2 separate regions of the Anas platyrhynchos genome follow, and region 2 is linked to region 1. A link is a contact called in public Hi-C data. All regions are on one chromosome and are shown on one strand. The core of a region is the stretch at or near the end of the contact, and the rest is flanking DNA. Distances in the headings are between cores, read along the strand shown.

Region 1 (4,617 bases), core at 1,197-3,696:
TCCTTGCCCACAGAGTAGTCCATCCATCAAATCCATGTCTTTCCAATTTACGGTCAAGGATATCATGGGGGACAGTGTCAAATGCTTTGAACAAGCCCAGGCAGATGATGTTGGTTGTTCTTCTCCTATCTACCAATGCTGTAACTCCATCATAGAAGGCGACCACATTTGTCAGGCACAATTGGACCTTAGTGAAGCTGTGTTGGCTGTCACCAATCACCTCCTTGTTTTCCATGTGCCTTAGAATGCCACTGCATTCTGGACTTGTAGAAAGGGAAAGTTTCCAGTCTGGGGATACAAACCTGCAGTAGTGTTTTTGATGATGTCAGTAACACATTGTTTGTTCGCTTGAAGTCTTTTTCTAATTCATCTCTTTTTATTTGTGCTCTTATTTCCTGGGTACAACTGGGCTGAGATGACAGAAATCAGTTGACAAGATATTCAAACAGAGCACTTCCTCCATACAGGGACAGATAGAGGTAGAAGAGATTTTTGAAGATCTCAACCCAAATGCAAATGCTGATCGCATGAGGTCATGGTGGCTGACACCTTTGAAGAGGATTTCTTGTATTTCCCTATCAGAAGATTTTCTAGCATTTTAACCAATATAAAAATAAATCCTTATTGATCTCTAAGTTTTCTTTCCTAGCACATTCCTGCGGCACGTCAAAAATTTGGCACTGTGCTTTAAGAGAGAGGTGAGCAAGAGGAGTTATTTCTTTAACTGGATCTTAGTTCCTCCTGATTTCCCTAAATTACTTCTGTGCAGGGCCAAATACTACTGACTTAAATGTATATAAAGACCCATGTTCACCTTCCTGATATATATTTTCAGTCTATTTTACCCACCTGAAAGTTAGAATAGTCCTATGATGAAGACCTGTGGTCTCAGCAATCACAAGAAATGACTGCGATTCCTGAGAAAAGCTTGTCTTTTCTTGCCTCTTCCTTGCCCAAACCCAGCTGTACTTACCAGCAAGCATTGTAACAGACCAGGAAATGCAATGTGCTTCATCCCAAAGTCTTGAAACACTAGCATAGCCCAGCAAAGATGGGCCTTGTGACAGCTGTATGAACAAAATGAACCACAATTTTCATTTCCACCTGGTAATTTTTAATATGTTTAAAAACAAAACAAAACAAACAAACAAAAACAAAACAAAATGCACAAAGAAAACAGCAACAGCTGGCATAGTCCTTAATTTATTTGTGTGTGTGTGTATAAGGTGTAATATGCTCACTGTATTGGTAAAATGAGACATTTCCTACAAAAGAGAAGTATTTAAACAACAACAAAAGTTTTAAATAATGAAAAAAAAATTGGAAAAAATGTTAAAAGCAGAAGGCTTTTTAAGCAGTCCTAAATTACAAACTTCTATGTGTTTGCAACATCTTTCCTCATTCTCTGTGTGATAAAAAAGAATTAAGAAAGGTAGGGAGTTACTCCCCTCAGGTACACCTTATCCAGCTTGCAAATATAACTGCATTGTAGGCTTCATACTAGGCCTATTGTTTTTCTTATTTATTTTTTTTTAAGACCTGTTTTTTTTTAAGGCCTTTTTCTTAAGACCTTTTGTTTTGCTTAAGATCTTCATTGTGGAAATTTTGGTGAAACTTCAATAACTTTTTTTCTTCCAAAGTTAAGATACTGATTTTCATCAAGAAATGATAATCAAAACGCTCATTGTTGCTCATAGGGCTTTGTACATAATTATTTTAAGGAAGTGTTGTATATTAATGTCGTGGTTTAACCCGGCCGGCAGCTAAACATCACGCAGCCGTTCGCTCACCCTCCCCCCTCCCTCTCTGGGACGGGGGAGAGAAATGGAAAGTGAAGCCCGTGAGTTGAGATAAAGACAGTTTAATAAGACAGGAAAATAATAATAACAAAATAATAATAAAATAATAACAATAATAATACAATGGTGATAATAGGAAAGTAATAATAGTATGTACAAACAAGTGATGCACAATGCAATTGCTCACCACTCGCTGACCGATGCCCAGCCTAACCCCGAGCAGTCCGGCCCCCTCCCCCCGGCTAGCCACCCCTATATATTGTTTAGCATGACGTCAGATGGTATGGAATACCCCTTTGGCTAGTTTGGGTCACCTGTCCTGGGTCTGTCCCCTCCCAGTTCTTACTGCACCCCCAGCCTGCCCGTTGGCAGGACAGAGCAAAAGGCTGAGATGTCCTTGGCTTAGTATAAGCACTGCTCTGCAACAATTAAAGCATCGGGGTGTTATCAGCACTCTTCTCATCCTAAGCCAAAACACAGCATTCCACCAGCTACTAGGAAGAAAATTAATTCTGTGCTAACTGAAACCAGGACAATTAAGTACGTTCTATCCACACTGTAGTAGGGTCAGCCTTTCAGCTCATAACACAGTAATACAGACTGGGCTCAAAGCACGAATGGTCTGTAGTTACAGTCACCATGCTCTACAGGTGTACTGATTCTTCTGTTGGGTAGGTCCTGGTTAGGAGTGGGCTAGGGCTGAAGAAAAAAGCAGAAAATGCAGCTGAAATGGAGGCTATTTTCTTTTTTCATCCTACAAAGAAGATTCATCTTTTTCCCTGTGTTTTCAGGTTTGAACTTTCCAAAGTCATGAGAGCTGGCAAAAGAGAAAAATCAAACAAGGTATGTTTATGTCTTTGCTTTGTAGGAAAAGGCATCATTTTCAGGCAGCCAAGCAGCAAGAAACCCCAGGAGACAGTGCCTGATTAACAAGTCTCCAGGGGCTGGCAGTGAGTTCTGTGAGGTTGAAAGCAAACTTGGTGTAACTGTTGGCACTTGTTCCACATGGGAATAGTAAGTTCATTTTTGTGCACTTCCTGATGCTTGCTCTGTGGTTGTGAGCTAATAGAAGGCAATGCATAAACTTCCTGAGCTCTCTAAATAAAGCTTCCATTTTGGATAGATGTTTTCAAAGAAAGGAACATTGTACTTTCTGCTTTGGTTGAGTCCTCATATTTGGCTCTCTGAATGAACAACTTTGGTTGTTAAACAGTTGAAAACTTATTTCAAAAGGCTTGAATGTATCGCAAGCAAAAATACCTTCACTTGAATGGCTTGGAGCAGCTCTCAGAAGTTTATTTACATAGCTGTTGTATTGTGCCACAGTTTGAAGGGCATCCAGGCTACTTCTTTAATCTAAGTTCCTTTTACTTAAATAATTAATTCATAAATAACTTCAGTTTTCATTATTTCTAAGTTTGTTTCTTTCAAGACATTATTATAGCTAACCAGATATTATTTAACTACTTGAATTAATGCATATATTAGTTCTTCTAAATTCTGATGTATCAAACAGCAAGTGAGCCAGCCGCTGCCCGTGCGTGCATGTTATAATGTGAGGGACTGTGTGTCTGTAGATAGTGACAATGCAAAGTTCACCCCCGTGCCCTAGTGAAAACCTCAAAAGGTCACTTGTGAGAGCTCTTCATTTCAGAGCCATCTCTCCTGTCAGGAAAAATATGTTTACCTCCTGTGGAAAGACCTTCATAAAAGTAGGTGTTATGAATTTAGCCATAATTTCCTGTTCATACCAACCAGGCTGAATAAAGTGGGTAGAGCAGCAATGAATGCTCTGTGTTCTCTTTTTCTCATTCTCAATCAAACTGTACATTTCAATTTCATGCACATTTCTCTTTGTCAGCCACCCCCCCACCTCCCGGGTCCATGATATTCTTTTTTTTTTTTTTTTTTCCCCAGGTGCTTAATATTCTGTATGACACTAATGCCAACCGATTGTTTAAAACAACAGTGTATAGAGTTAACTCCCATGATGATAAAAGAGGCAAAATGAGTGCCCACAGCTAGCTAGCTATCAAGAAATCATCTAGTACTCTGGCATTTGCTATAGGCAAAATAAAACAAAGCACTAGCAGCAATAAATCAATTCTTGTGTGCAGGTATTGTCAAAATAAGCTGTACTGGCTCTCTCTCATCAACTCTTAAGCCAATAACGCTGTTTTTTGTACATCCAAACATTTTGAAATGCTGTTGTGCCCAAGAAATATCTAAGCTGTTTCAAATGTGACTATCCACAAGGTAAGGGGTGTCATGGGTGTCTCCAGCTTGTCTGGGAAACTTCATTAGGTGCCTTAAAAGACTTAATTAGGTGCCTCCCTCAAGTAAGCTACAATTGCAAGTTGCCTGAGATGAGTGCATAAAAATATTACAGATAGAGCTGGGCTCTAAAATCAGAGCTGGATCTTAAATATCAAAATGTCTTTAATGGTTTGATATCTCTCTCCCCCTCTACCTCCCCCCTCCTTTTTTTTTTTTTTTTCCTTCACATCAGAAGGATGAGAAACAAAACCGAGGCTTTGTGTCCAAACTTTCATATCCTTGTACGCTAAAGCTCTGTGGGGCCTGGGTTTTGGCCTAGTTCCATCTGTGTCTATTGTATTGAAACAGTTAAAGGCATTCTTCTCTTCCCATTTCTCCCCTGCAGCTGGAAAGCACTATACTCCGCTTTCATGAAAACAAACATCAATGCTACTTGTTGTATAAGCCTCTAATTGGTCCAGTTTGCTTTCACTGGAGTGGCCTATATGTCTGTAACTTTATACAAGAGATAGATTGTGTAGGTGCAGGATTATAGCCTTTC
Region 2 (4,617 bases), core at 554-3,053, 56 kb after region 1:
CTGGGTGGGGTATTTGGGCATGGGTATTGGATAGGAGGAATTCAAAAGAGCAGACTTGCAGCTTGCCAAAAGCTGCAATGTGTAAGAAAAAAGGATTCTCTCTTCACTTTGCTTTCATTTTCTATATTGCTAGAGGAGCATGTACAGGAAACTAGCAGTCTTAAACTATCTCTGTCCCTTCCTTCACTACTGCTAATGGAGGTTAGAAACAAGCAGAAAAAGAAGAAAGTAGAAGAACATGGGATATCTCATTGCTTCCATGGCAACTGACAGAGCTGGCCAGAATTGAGGGCAGGTCAGTGATGTGGACTTAAAGCAGGTTAGGAGATTGAGACTGAAACTATGACTGCACATAACAGTTCCTTCTGTGGAGCAGAGTAGCTGTGTAGTTCTCCTTTCTACTGGTTGCCTCCATGATAACCACAGGAAGCATTAAAAGATATCTTACCCTTCGTCTGTTTTTATTTTTTTAAATAGGATGCTCAATGATGTGCTGTTCTCTCACTGTTATTATTGTCCAGGTGTACTTTCAATAATTTTGAAGTCCTGATTCCACTTTGCAGGATGCAAGCCTGATGTTTTTTTGATTAATGAATTGTCTGGTCTTAACTTCTTAAAACGGGCTGTAAGTAACATCTGTGTGAAGCATGGCATGCAGGAATGTATTGTATAAGTAAGGTTCTGTAAAGGCACCCTGTCATCATTTTTTTTGGTTCCGTTAGTGAACTTTTCTTATTACTTAGACCAAGTAGGATTGTTACATGTAGTCTGAGCATGATGACACTGTCTTTTGCTACCGTTTATTTTACCTGTGTTTGTAAAGAACAGAAAACCTTTTTTTTCACCCACTGCAATAAGTGGACCAAATTCATCTTCATTGAAGTTACATAAGTCTGGATTGGGCTCTGCTGATCAACGCAGAAAAAACATTTTTATTTACATGTGTTCCAAAAAAGCATGGCTTCTGCAGCATTTCATATAGCAAAAATCACATTTAGCCACTTCTTGTCTTTGTGTGTGTGCACTTAAAATTGCTGGGAACAACATAACAAATCAGGACCAATGCCAACCAATTTGTGTGTATTCATTTTTTTCCCCCCCTCCTAGGTGTGAACTGAATTCCTCATATGCATATCTCAAGGACTTTTTAGGTCAGAGACATTTTCATGTATTTCTTCTCCTTGTCTATATAACTAAGTAATTCCAAGGGCACAGGAATTTGCTTGCAAGGAGTCTAGGACTTCATCTTGTAGAGTGAAGATCTCTCAGCTGCTGTATCCAGTACCTGTGCTGAGCACCAAACATCATTTAGGGAGTAACAGGAAAGGGGATAGAGTGTGTTCACCTCTCTCTGAATTTCCAGTGGTCTATGTTCCTTACTAGTTTGCAGTTCTGTAGTCTGAATCAGAGAACTCTTGAGCCTGTCCTGACATTTGCCAGAAGATGGCACACAAAATGGGGAGTCATTGGGCTAAAAAAGCCTTTTCACAGGCAATTTCTTAAGGCTTTTGTGAAATGAAAAACATTGATGGAAGATGCTGGTTGACAGCAACAGAGGGAAAACAATCCTATCTTACTACAGGTTGTTTTCTGAGTTTTCTCTGCATTTTGGCTGGGAGTATATATGGGATAAATAGTACTTAATGCAAATTGTAGATTAACTGATCTGCTCCTGGAATTCAGAGGTTCATATATCCATTTCATGGTCTTGAGTTTCTGCTGAACTGGGTGACATGCTTACTGAGAATGCAAGGACTCATTAGTGTCAAGTTTCAAACCCAAGCAATTGCAGAGGCACGCATGAACAGAACTGGCCAATAAAGAGATTCCATGTGTGTGTGAATTGTCTGCAGATAAGTTCACCAAGTGCCATTCCTAGAGCATGCATTTGAGTCACTTTTTAAAAATGCAACATTATTTCATTTTATTGGATAATTACATAGGCCAAAATTATGTTTTATTTCTGACTTCCAGGTTGTTGTGGGAGATAAAGTTGTACTGATGCCAGTCAATGCAGGGCAGCCTCTGCATGCTAGCAACATTGAACTTCTAGATAACCCTGGCTGCAAAGAGGTGAGTTGATTGGGGGACAGGTAATTGTCAATCTGAGATGTATTATGCCCTGTGGTATAATACCAGAACCCCAGCATAGGTTCAGTACCAGTTTAATTATGTTTAATCATTGGTTCCAGCTTGGCCTCAAAAAAAAAAAAAAAGATGAAATGTACTTATTCTTGGCACAAATTTTCCTGTCTCTGAGAGTTTCGTGTGGTTTGTATGAGTTTCTGAAATGCTCACTGGTATGAGCAAGAGTAAGTCCTCCTCCAGAAGCTATTCAGGTTGTCTTTGGGTGATTGTAAATAGACAGAATAGCATTTTGCCCACTGAATCTTCTCCAACATCGACATCATTATGAAGTATTGAGAGCTTCAGGATCCATGTTTGGTACTGTATGTGTCTGTAACTAAGCCATGTTCCCTGCTACCCTGAGAGTGGTGTGTTCTTCTAGAAGAATAGAATGCTTTTTAAAAAAAAAAAAAAAAAAAAAAAGACCAAACCCAACCAACCCTTATAATTCTCCACTTGTGTTTTTTCTCAAAGGTAAATGCTGTCAACTGTAACACAAGCTGGAAAATAACTTTGTTCATGAAGTTCAGTAGTTACCGAGACGATGTACTGAAAGGAGTAAGTATAATATATTGTTATTATTTTTGAATTTCAGAAATCATACCTTATTTGACTGTATAGAAATATTAGTTCTCTAGTAAATAAAATGAAACTGAGAACTTCATGGAACCATCAAAGATCCCTTACTACTGCCCTACACCAGCCAGAGTATTTTTCCTTTGTGTTGCTATCTTACCCAGTGGAATTGCCTGGATCATGCGAACTTCCAGCCTCTTCCCCCTTCCAGGGACAACTGAGGATCCTTGAGAAACGATGAAGTTCAAGCCCAGAATGATGAGTGCTCTGTACAGAATAGCTGTGATGTTTTAGTTCAGGCCAAGATGCTAAAAGCAGGTATAACAAGGTACAGAAGAGAGTGAAGTATGAAAGATGACAATAGCTGTAATAAGACAATATAGCTTTATAAGCTGATGGATTGCACAGCTTTGTGTCTCCAGATCACTTATATTTTCATTTGGAATAAATAAATTTCTTTTATTCTCGCTTGTACCTTAATAAGTCATTAACAGCTGTCTGTTTTGGGTAGGTATTGAGGGTATCACTAGGTTTTGAGGAAGAATTTGAAAGGGCGTATCTGTGTAGACCTATTTGGGCATAGTGCTTCAAGCTCTGGGGAGATGTAGAATGAAACAAAAATGATGCCAATGGAATAGAGCCTGTCTTGTGACAGGGAAGCCTGAGAAGAGGCTGGAGTTGGGGAATGAGTCGTGGAAAGTCTGAGTGGATGAAGGAAGGTGACAGAGGAGGCTTTGAGATTTCTTGAGCCTACCAAAGCATACGATACTAATGCCCCTGTCAGAACAGGTCTAGTGAGGGTTAGTGAGGTTTGGCTCTCTAGTATAGAATGTATTACAGGAACAATGAAAGGAACTATGAGCTATGACGTATAGCTGTACTGTGCCTTCACAGAAAGCTGGTTTCCCTAAATATCGCTAGACAGATCATAAATGAAAAACCCATTTAGTAAAGTTAGCTAAAATTAAAAATCACCTTTGGGTTAACTGTTATATGCTGTTTGTTATAGTGCTCTGAATCAAGTTGTATTTTCATAAAAGCACATGGATGTCATGCAGGAATGAATTACTGCATTTTATACTAGATTTCCAGACTCAGTGCTGAGGTTATATATTCTGCACTTGGTATCTGCTCTGGCAACAGGAAACTAATAAACATTTGCTTAGCATTAACTATGATGGCATCACTGAAGCTAGTACAGATATAGAGGATGAGTCCAGCAGCTTTCCATACCACTTAATAATGCTTCTTTTTCGTATCACTTTAGGGAGATGTTGTTAGGTTGTTTCATGCAGAACAAGAGAAGTTTCTGACCTGTGACGAATATGAGAAGAAACAACATATTTTCCTTCGTACTACATTGCGTCAGTCAGCTACCTCTGCAACAAGTTCTAAGGCACTGTGGGAAATAGAGGTATTTTTTTGCTTTTTATAAATATTTTAGTACGTGAAGGCCAGGGTTCAGTGAAAATACTTAACCACAACGTGAATCATTATAGCCTCTTGATATCGTCATACATCTCCCCGTATCTATTACTATTTTATGAAGTTGGTGTAGGATGTACACTGAAGAGATGCTTTATTGCTGTGAGCGTGTGGAGAGAGGATGTTTTCTTACTATATTTAGCTGTACTGAAATGACAAAGGGTCAAATTCAGACCTGATGTAAATGGTGCAATTTTTCAAAGCCAATAGAATTACGGTCACATATCCTGAGTTCTGAGTGCTTATATTTGAGTTCATGTGCAATATAGGAAATTGAAATTGATGATGACTGACAACAAATCTCGTAAACATGAATGAGTCTATTCTTCTGCAACAGGGCACATCAACATCTGTTTAGTTAGGCTGAATAAGGTTGTCTTTGAATGGGTGTGATTTTCAGATGATTAGCAGATACATTATTGTTTAACT

Evidence for each region. Hi-C and Micro-C count contacts between places; a contact is called where the count stands out from the background.
Region 2: a Hi-C map of skeletal muscle shows a contact between it and region 1, with 2.6 times the contacts expected there. The contact joins the enhancer-like site here to the promoter of LOC101791793 in region 1. A contact is called at or near these places in 2 of 8 Hi-C or Micro-C datasets (liver and skeletal muscle).

The regions. Positions count from the first base shown.
Region 1 is chr1:74,997,746-75,002,362 of IASCAAS_PekinDuck_T2T, forward strand. LOC101791793 (dystroglycan 1-like) reads right to left here and starts at 2,447. Exons shown (of 5, transcript XM_038173047.2): 1 at 1,987-2,447; 2 at 974-1,067. LOC140003136 (a long non-coding RNA gene) reads left to right here. Exons shown (of 3, transcript XR_011811158.1): 3 at 1-474.
Region 2 is chr1:75,054,513-75,059,129 of IASCAAS_PekinDuck_T2T, forward strand. It overlaps ITPR2 (inositol 1,4,5-trisphosphate receptor type 2), which reads left to right. Exons shown (of 57, transcript XM_072041998.1): 6 at 1,975-2,073; 7 at 2,602-2,685; 8 at 3,971-4,117. Among named protein-coding and RNA genes, the nearest start is that of ITPR2, 52 kb to the left of the region's middle. Within about 2 kb of position 1,804, at least 1 of the 8 cell types and tissues checked has an H3K27ac peak or open chromatin away from gene starts, as enhancers often do.